2 separate regions of the Mustela erminea genome follow, and region 2 is linked to region 1. Evidence: chromatin contacts called from public Hi-C data. All regions are on one chromosome and are shown on one strand. The core of a region is the stretch at or near the end of the contact, and the rest is flanking DNA. Distances in the headings are between cores, read along the strand shown. Region 1 holds the start of BRPF3 (bromodomain and PHD finger-containing protein 3). Region 2 holds the start of MAPK14 (mitogen-activated protein kinase 14).

Evidence for each region. Hi-C and Micro-C count contacts between places; a contact is called where the count stands out from the background.
Region 2: a Hi-C map of skeletal muscle shows a contact between it and region 1, with 9 times the contacts expected there. The contact joins the promoter of MAPK14 here to the promoter of BRPF3 in region 1. A contact is called at or near these places in 2 of 3 Hi-C or Micro-C datasets (skeletal muscle and spleen).

The regions. Positions count from the first base shown.
Region 1 is chr4:116,762,885-116,767,420 of mMusErm1.Pri, reverse strand. BRPF3 (bromodomain and PHD finger-containing protein 3) reads left to right here and starts at 2,477. Exons shown (of 13, transcript XM_032340489.1): 1 at 2,477-2,655.
Region 2 is chr4:116,926,702-116,931,237 of mMusErm1.Pri, reverse strand. MAPK14 (mitogen-activated protein kinase 14) reads left to right here and starts at 2,477. Exons shown (of 12, transcript XM_032340506.1): 1 at 2,477-3,021. The coding sequence starts at 2,906. It overlaps SLC26A8 (testis anion transporter 1), which reads right to left and starts at 2,411. Exons shown (of 18, transcript XM_032340502.1): 1 at 2,276-2,411. The coding sequence starts at 2,306. LOC116588861 (a long non-coding RNA gene) reads left to right here and starts at 3,028. Exons shown (of 2, transcript XR_004285112.1): 1 at 3,028-3,676; 2 at 4,340-4,536.

The DNA of each region.
Region 1 (4,536 bases), core at 1,228-3,727:
TACATCATTGTAAACTGGTTATGTGTGGAGTTACACTAACAGAAACCAATCCCAGATGTCAAAAATAAGTAAATAAGGGGCGCCTGGGTGGCTCAGTGGGTTAAGCCGCTGCCTTCAGCTCAGGTCATGATCTCGGGGTCCTGGGATCGAGTCCCGCATCGGGCTCTCTGCTCAGGAGGGAGCCTGCTTCCCTCTCTCTCTCTCTCTCTCTCTGCCTGCCTCTCTGTCTACTTGCGATCTCTCTCTGTCAAATAAATAAATAAAATCTTAAAAAAAATAAGTAAATTAAAAAAATGTCAAAAGTAAATGTCAAAAAAACAAATTACAGTTGTTGTGAACAACTGTAATGTTACCATTAAGAAAGTAGAAGTTGCAAATAGAAGAGAAACACTCCTTTGAATAAGTTCTTACTATGAAAACTTTGAATAGAAAGACCTGGAAATTCAATGTATTAACTTCATGCTTTTTCAAGAGCATTTAAATCATTCTTTTTTACTTACTCTTGCAAGTGAAAACCAATGTATTTTCCCAAGGTATCTTATTCATTAAGTTTAGTGGGAAAAGAGCTCCCAATCACACAGATGGGAGCTGTGCTAAATAAATTCTGTGAACACTTACCAAGAAATAAAAATTATTAGTCATATGTATAAATGGATGTAGCTCATATTTTAAAAGAACAAGAAATGAAATTCAGTATTCTTGTTTCTTTTAGTTTTCAGGCCCCCCCCCCCTTTAACTAACAGTAATTGTAGTAGTATCTTGCCTCTGGGGCTTTCCCTTCCACAATTAATCATCTTGATACTATCTACACCTTCCCTCCAAATGATTATTCCCCCTAGCTTTAGAACACTTGACATTAATTCATACTCCTCCATCATCACAGTTTTCAAAACATTGCCCTGCCCTTGCTTAGCTCCACAAGACACTCCATTTTCTTTCAGAAAATTGGCCAACAGAAGAATTTTTGCTATCACTGTTTTCACTTCTACAAGGTGCTACTGTGTAATAGGAAAAACATCTTTGTAATACAAATTAGATTCCTTACTTTCATCAAATTTTCAAATTCAAAACACAATTTTTTAAATTCCTAGGGTAATGAACATCTATACTTCAAAAGTCGCAGTACGCTCCGTTTAAACATTTGGAAGACTTGCATCCTAAGACTATCTTTCATCCTCTGACTCTAGAATCGGTGTCCTTGATCATCATAACCAAGCAAGAAATTGTGAGAAGCTTCACCAAGCTACACCACCAGCGCGGGCAGAGGAAACGCTTTCAAAATATGTCATTCATCTTCACATTTAAAGGCAGTCTATCCATACATCTTTTACGCCATCATTAAATATTGGTACTTAAGACTTCAGTCATATGAGGTAAGCTTTCTGATTTATAGGAGAAAGGGGGGGGTGGCAAAGTCGTCTCCTCTTCTTAAATTTACTTATGGAGACAAAGCCAGTCTGATTACATCTGAAAGTCTGAAGTTGCCATTTGTCAAGTCTTTTAGAAAGCCGCTTATTGCATTAAATTAACCGATTCCTAGCCAAATCAGGTTTAAGGAGAGAGTGTTTCCCATGTCTACAGTGACAAACGAGTTATCAGACGTCCTTAAGTAGACTGTCAAACTTTTATGTTTACTCTTTCTAAACACATAGGGAGAGAATAGCACATAACGAAAAGTCAGGTCTTTTTCTTAAGAAGGATGTCCTACAGGGAACAAGATGCGCACCTGTACACAACAGAGGGTCTTTTCCTGCTGTCCTCACTGGGGGAGGGGATGGACATCGCTAGACCTTTGTCCTCCGGACCAGAGCACGGCCGGGGAGGAAGGGCGACTTTCTGGGAGTAATGCAGGCACCTGCACCTCAAGAAACTATAGGCCGGTTTTGACTCCAATGACTGCCCTGGCTTAACCTCTGGAGGAGCCCTCTAGCTCCGGGAGGGGGTTCGTTGCCCCAAACCGTAGTCACCTCTCCGCAGGGACAGGGGGAGGGGACGACTGGGCACTCTAAAGAGTTAGGGAATCCCCGTCTTTCCCAAGCAGACCCCAACGTCCCCCGCTCCCTTGTGGGGCTCGCCCCGCGGCGGAGGCTTGGCTGGGGTGAGCCTTGGCCGCGGCGGGGGCAGACCCCGTCTCTGCTCGGCGCCCCTACCGCGTCCGCACCGCCACCGTGAGGCCGAGCGGGGGACGGTGCCCCGTGGCGGCGGCGGCTCCGCGCTCCTCTCCGCGCCGCCCCGGCCGCCGCCGCGCCGGGGACGGGCGGGGGGATTTTCTTCCCGTTCCCCGCTCTTTCGCGCTCTAGCTCCTGTTCAGCGGGAGAGCCCGCGGAGCCAGGGAGGGAGCGAGGGAAGGGGTGGAGGTGGCGGGGGGGAGGCCGGAGGGGCGGATCCTGCCTGGGGGCTGATCCCTCCCTCCCCTCGGCCGGGCTCCGTGGCGGCAGCGGCGGCGGCAGCGGCTTCATTCCCCCTCCTCCCCCGGGAGCGGCGGCGGCAGCCGGGCCGGGGCCCCAGCGCGGGCCGGGAGGGGGCACGGCAGTGGCCGCGGAGGCCAGCGCGGGAGGAGGTCGCGCTCCGCTCCCCGGGCCGCGCCGACCTGCTCGACGGCTGGCCCGCCAGCGCCCAGGGGCCCCGAACGGTGGGGCCGGGCCGGCGGCTGAGGTAATGGGGGTGGCAGCGGGGCCGGACAGAGCGAGGGCGGGGGCAGCGGGGCCTACGGGGACCAGGGATTGCGCGGGTGGGGGGGCGACGAGAGGGAAGCAGGGGGCTTCCCGAGTGGGGCGGGGGCGGCGCGAAAGCGCTCTCCTGGAGCGAGGGCTGCGGCGGGGAAGAAGAAGCGGGTGAGGGGGGAGCTGAAAAGCGAGGACCCCCTCCCGCAGCCGCCATCTTGTTTCCCTCCCCCCTGGCCCTGGCTGGCGAGCCGCCGAGCCCCGCCCCCGCCATGTTCTCCGATTGGTCAGACCAGAGGAGTGTTCCACCCCCTGAGCGTCCCTTGCACCCCAGGTTCCTCCTGACGGGCAGGTGAGACGACCAATGGGCGCCCGCCTCTGTGCCCCGCTGGTTCGCTGGCGCTAGCTTTCTCTGTCTGAGGGTCGGACTCCGCGTCAGTCTGTCTCTGGCGCTCTCGCCCCCTCCCCTCAGGGGTGGAGATGTTATTTCCCTCCTTTCTCCTCGGAAGGGTCAAGATTCTTCTGGAAGAGGTGCCCTTTTAAAGGAGCAAGAGCCTTAGTTGAGTCTTTCCCCTGTCTCATGAGTCTCTCGTGGGGGTGCAGGGGATACAGCCTAATTGCAGAAACTCCTCGTTCTTTGGGGACCTGGGTGGGATGGACGAGTGGGGGCTTAGGGGTGCTGAGGAGCCCCCGGGGGTGTTGGGGGTATTTGGAGGTGTTTGTGGGAACGGCTGTGTGGGTTGAGAAAATCCCGCCAAAAAACTGGACTGTAACCTCCTTGTGGGCGAAACTCATTTCCTCAGCAGGAGCCCTTCCCTCTCCAGAATTTGCCCTTCCAGTGTTTAGAGGCAGGGGTAGGACCCAAGAGGTTCTCCACAGATACTTGCTGCCTGGATGAGGGCTAACCCAGGCTGCCAAGGAGGTAGCAGGTAGGGAGGAAGAATATACAGCGCTTTAACAAAGGAGGCTCCATACCCTCTGTCTAAACTATTTCTGGTTAGTGTTGAGGTAGATTTTCATACCTTTGCAAGGATCTCCCTTCCCACGAGGGGAGGGCCGGGTGGGTGTGGGGACAATGAAGCAGGTCTTTTGGCTGGGACTACCCCCAGGGAGTTGACATTTGTCAGGCATATAGTGGCCAAGGGCCTCTGAAACCTGGACAGAATTGCTGTGATGATTCTGTTGGGGTGTGTCCCTGCCTGGCCCTGTTCCTCAGCCAAGTTGTTTTTGTTTGTTTCAGTCACACCTTGGGATTGGAAAACCTTTTAAATAAGGATGTTAATAAACCTTATTAGCGTATGGCAACCCCTAAAAGGTAGATTTTATTCTCATTTTATTGGTGGAGTCTGGAGGCACAGGGAGATTAAGTGACTTTCTCCAGGTCACACAGGGCCAAGATTAGCACCTGGAGTGCCCCAGAGACTCATTTCGTTCTAGACCATGGCATCTCTGTGGTGTTCTTCCCAGTGAAATGAGTTCAACCCATCATCTCGGTTTGAATTGTAGCTTTATCACTCAACTACCTTTGGGTTGAGTGATACTTTTCTGAGCTTGTTTCTTCATCTGTAAAATGGAGATGATAAAAGCTATTCTGCCTCCCAAACTAGTGGAGAGAAATTTTAAGAGTAAAGGGGATTGGGCCACCTGGCTGACTCAGTTGGTAGAGCATGCAACTCTTGATCTCAGAGTTGAGTTCAAGCCCCACAGTGGGGGTAGAGATTACTTAGAAATTAAAAAAAAAAAAAATAGTATCTTTTAAAAAAAGGAAAAGGGATTTATAGTTTGCAAAAGTGTGCTAAATTATCATCGTCTCTACTTCATAGATAAAAATGGTAGATCCTGCAACCAAGGTGACAAACTCTTTTTCTCTTCG
Region 2 (4,536 bases), core at 1,228-3,727, 160 kb before region 1:
GTCATTCGGGTTTCCAACCTTAGCTCTCTGCCCGCAGGCCTGACTCCTCCCACTGAAGGACGCTCTTCTGCCCAGGTCTCTTGCTGCGCTCCCCTCTAGAACCCCGCCCTTTAACCTTCTGAAGTTGATTCAGCCCCTGTCTCTGTCTCTAACTCTGCCTTGTAGTCCTGCTTGGCCCAGAGCGGTTTTACACCTGCTCAATTACTGTATTAGTGTCTAATGTGTTCACTTTACTTAGTCCTTATTTTTTGTAGATTGTCACCCCCATAAGGCAGGGATTTTTATCTCTAACTGCTGTATTATTAGTGCATAAACAATGTGCATATAGTAATAGGTCAATAAATTGTAAATCTCATGTAAGCAGCAACTGCCTCTGTTTTTGAATTGACTTTAAATTAGAAGTGCCTGGCACCCAGTAGGTATTCAGTACGTAATTGTTGAATGAGTGACTGAATGTACTGCTTACTTCATCTTTGCCCTTTCAGTCACTCACCTCACTATCCCAATTTTTTGGATAATTTTATGAATTCCTTAGGATTCCTGCTGCTGAGTTTCTTCCCTTCTATCAATGCACTCATTACCTTGGTTCCCCACTCCTACCTGCTATATCACAGTCATATTTCTTGCTCTTACTTCCTCCTTCAACCTTCATTACTTCTTGGAAAGCTCTCTAACCTGCATTTTGGAACATTTTCAAGCCGGGTGTCTTCATAGGCAAGAGAATCCAGGCTAAGCCACACTGAATCCCCCAAAGAAAAGCTTTCCATGAATCATCCATGATTCTGGTTTTTGTTTTTCCTCAAGGAGAACTGAGGATCCTGCACTACCTTCTAAACTGAGATCATGGTCATTATTCATGATTAGTCCAATAAATATTTATGGTGTACCAGTTATGTTCCAGGCACTGTGCAAGATGCTGGGACAAGATAGGCAAAATCGGAGCACTCCAAGGGATGCGTAACACCAAAGCTCTCTAAGTAAGTGCTGAGAAGTGTCCTGGGTCGGACCCAGTTATTTCTTTCTTTCTTTCTTTCTTTCTTTCTTTCTTTCTTTCTTTCTTTCTTTCTTTCTTTCTTTCTTTTAAGATTTTAAAAATACATTTGAGAGAGAGAAAGTGAGAGAGAGCATGAGCGAGGAGAAGGTCAGAGGGAGAAGCAGACTCCCCATGGAGCTGGGAGCCCGATGCCGGACTCGATCCTGGTACTCCAGGATCATGACCTGAGCTGAAGGCAGTCGTCCAACCAACTGAGTCACCCAGGCGCCCCTAACCCAGTTATTTCTAAGAGAGATTGTGACAAGCTTAAAAGTGGGGGGAGGTATGGGGTTATAATATCTTGCCCAATCACACTTATTTTGTTCAGCTTTATAAATAACCCTATTAGGTGGGAATGTAAGGCAGGAATTATTTTTGCAGGAATTATTTTTCCCAGAACTAGAACGAAGGTCTAAGAAACGTCAATCGACTTGCCTGATGTGACACTGCCAGAAGACCACTCTCTGCCTTGCTCTCCTTTTTTTTTTTTTTTTTTTAAGATTTTATTTATTTGACAGGTAGAGATCACAAGTACGCAGAGAGGCAGAGGGAAGGTGGGGGGAGCAGGCTCCCTGTCGAACAGGGAGCCCGATGTGGGGCTCCATCCCAGGACCCTGGGATCACGACCTGAGCCGAAGGCAGAGGCTTTAACCCACTGAGCCACCCGGCTGCTTCTTAATCTGAAAGGCATGAATCAAATGCTTAAAATCGTCTTCACTGGAAGCTTCAGAGCAGAAATCAGTTTCAAACCCTCTGAGTAATGTTTCAAAACCCCTTTCAAAGGGAGATACCGGAGACTTTCCTTAATCAGAACTACCTGGGGCATTTTGTAAAAATGCGCATTCTTGGAGCCTGTCACGGACCTATCCACTTAGACTCCCTGTGGGTCCTGAGACTTTGCATTTTTAAACATCTAAAGTGATTCTTCTGCACATAAAAGTTTAAGAACCGCTAGGAGAGTTTGGATGGAAAACCTCAGCCTTAATGCAGAACTAATATTTGCTTTTGGGATAGAGTTCGTCACAATTCCGAAGATTAAGCCGTATGTCCTTGAGCAGATGGAATACAACGGCTTTCTGGCCAGAATCTCTTTTTTTTAATGTAAATATTTCTTGGAAATTGGGTGTTCTGCTTAGCAGATGCTCAGCTGCTGGTGACTACAGGCAGTTCAAAGATCTTTTGGCTCTTTTCCCGACACCCTATTAGTCACTGTCGCTTTCCACAACGGAGCCAGGCACTTACCCCGCCGACCACGGTGGGGCGCACGCGGCATACATTGCCAGCTTATCCCTTCCTTCCCGGGTCCGCCTTCGCGCCCTTAAGTCCCGGAGAGTTCTTGCCTCTGGTGTCCAGCTGTTGCTCTTTTCTCGCGAGAAGTGCTCCTCCCATCCTCTCCCGTCGTCAACCCCCTCCCGTGGGCAGGTTCCATATTGGGTAAAATCTCGGCTCGCGGAGAGTCCCGGGAGCTGCTCTCGCGAGAGTACGGCAAGAGGCTCCTGTTCGCTGGCTCTGGAACGGCGACCACTGGAACCTCAGCGGGCGCTGCAGCTGGAGCGGTAGTCCCGCGGCGCAGCCGGGAGTCGGCCTGGTCTGGGAGAGGGTGCAGGGAGAGCGTGGTGGGCGCAGCCTTGGGCTCCGGAGCGTGCCCTTGCCCTTAGCCGGGCTCGCTCCCGTCGCTGAGACGCGTCCAGCAGCTGCGGCTGACAGGGGCCGCGCGCGCGGGAGTCGGCGGGGTCGCGTCTGCCGCACCTGCGCCGACTGCCAGCTCCAGGTCCCCGCCCGGCTGGGCGGGCGACGAGGGCCGGAGAGCGGGAGCGGGCGCAGGCGGGGCCCCTCAGGGCCACCTCCTAGCCCCGCGGCCGCCGCTGGAAGATGTCTCAGGAGAGGCCCACGTTCTACCGGCAGGAGCTGAACAAGACAATCTGGGAGGTGCCCGAGCGTTACCAGAATCTCTCCCCGGTGGGCTCTGGTGCCTATGGCTCCGTGTGGTGAGTGTCACCGGGTTTGGGTCTGCGGTGGGCTGAGTGGCCCTTAATACCCCAGAGCCAGGCCTGCCCCCATAGCTCAGCGATGCACCAAGCGGCAGGAATTGTCCTTGGGGGAGAGCACCGCAGCCTCTTGGACCCCTGTCCTGCACTCCCTGTACCCCTTGCACCCCTCACTCTGCACCCCCAGGTAGGCGGTCAGCTGTGTGCAGGATGCAGGTCCACGGTGGGTTGTGGTGCTGGAGCTCGTCCCCGGCTCGCACCTTGCGCAAGCCCTTCTTGTGGGGATTGCTGCTTCGGGGGCAGGCACGGGGGCGGGGGTGCCTCTTCGGGGGTCTCCCTGCCAGCATCCAGCAGGAAGATCCTCTCGGGAGGTGCGTCTACTTTGGGCGCCAAAGCCCGTCCTCAAAGCAGACAAGCCCGGGGAGCTGCAGGGAGAAGCAGAAGGGCAAAGCTCGACCGGGAGACTGCGGTTGTCCGAACAAAACTGACGACGAAGGGCGTTCTGTCCGGGTTGTTGTTTTTTTTTTTTTTTGCAAACCTCTTTCGAAATCTCCTTTTGAAAAGCATTCGTTTTGAATTCGCACTTGCATTAGCAGCGACCCGTGGAACCTAAAATACCGACTTTATCTCGGCCAGCACAGTGCCAGCTTGAGTGGTGTGTTTCCGATTCGGTTGAAAGCGTATTTCCTTTTTGCAGAGTGGGGGTGGGTGGTAGTGCCTGCAAGAACACTGCAGCTTGAGAAGCTGGCGGCCTCACTGATTAGTCACATACCACTGCTCATTTAAGTATTGTTTGGCAAAACAATTTTCCCCTTTGCAGCAAGCGAGATTCAGATCCGTTGGATGCGCTCAAGAGCAAGAAGTTACTAACAATGCTGGGGTGTATTGTAAATATTTTTAAATTGCAGTACATCTTGTGAATATATATATATATTTTAAAGTCCGTGAGAGAGTTTGCAGGGAACTTATCTGCATTTGTAGCCTGAGGTACACGATGGTTTTTGTAAAGATCTATAGCAAAGGAAGGAGTAGTCTATAGCAAAGGAAGGAAGAGACACGTCTCATCTTTAAATCACACTGGGTGTTTTAAATTAAATTGATACCATAAAATTTCTGGATCTGAAATATTTCACTAATTTAGGTATTACACACTCAATTTTAGATTTACTGTAACTTGAGAGCTGCTGATTTGAGACTAATTCATGTATTCATGTGCATGCATCATTTGAAAGGGGCTTTATAAAATTATTTTTTTGTTTTTGAACAAATTCCAGACTTTTGGATGTGTTAATCTTTATAATTCCTGTGTTTCTTGAAGTCACATCATGAATTTCCTGTTTGGTAGAATCTTCTGGGTAATTGAGATTATGCAATTGTGTCAGGAAACAGATCATGTTGCATCTTCTAGTTCAAGCTGTGTGAGTTAATGTTGCTGATAGCTCCATGCTTGACATCTCCATTTTTTTAATACTACGGCATTTTAGATTTTAAAAGAATTTGCGACATTTTACTATA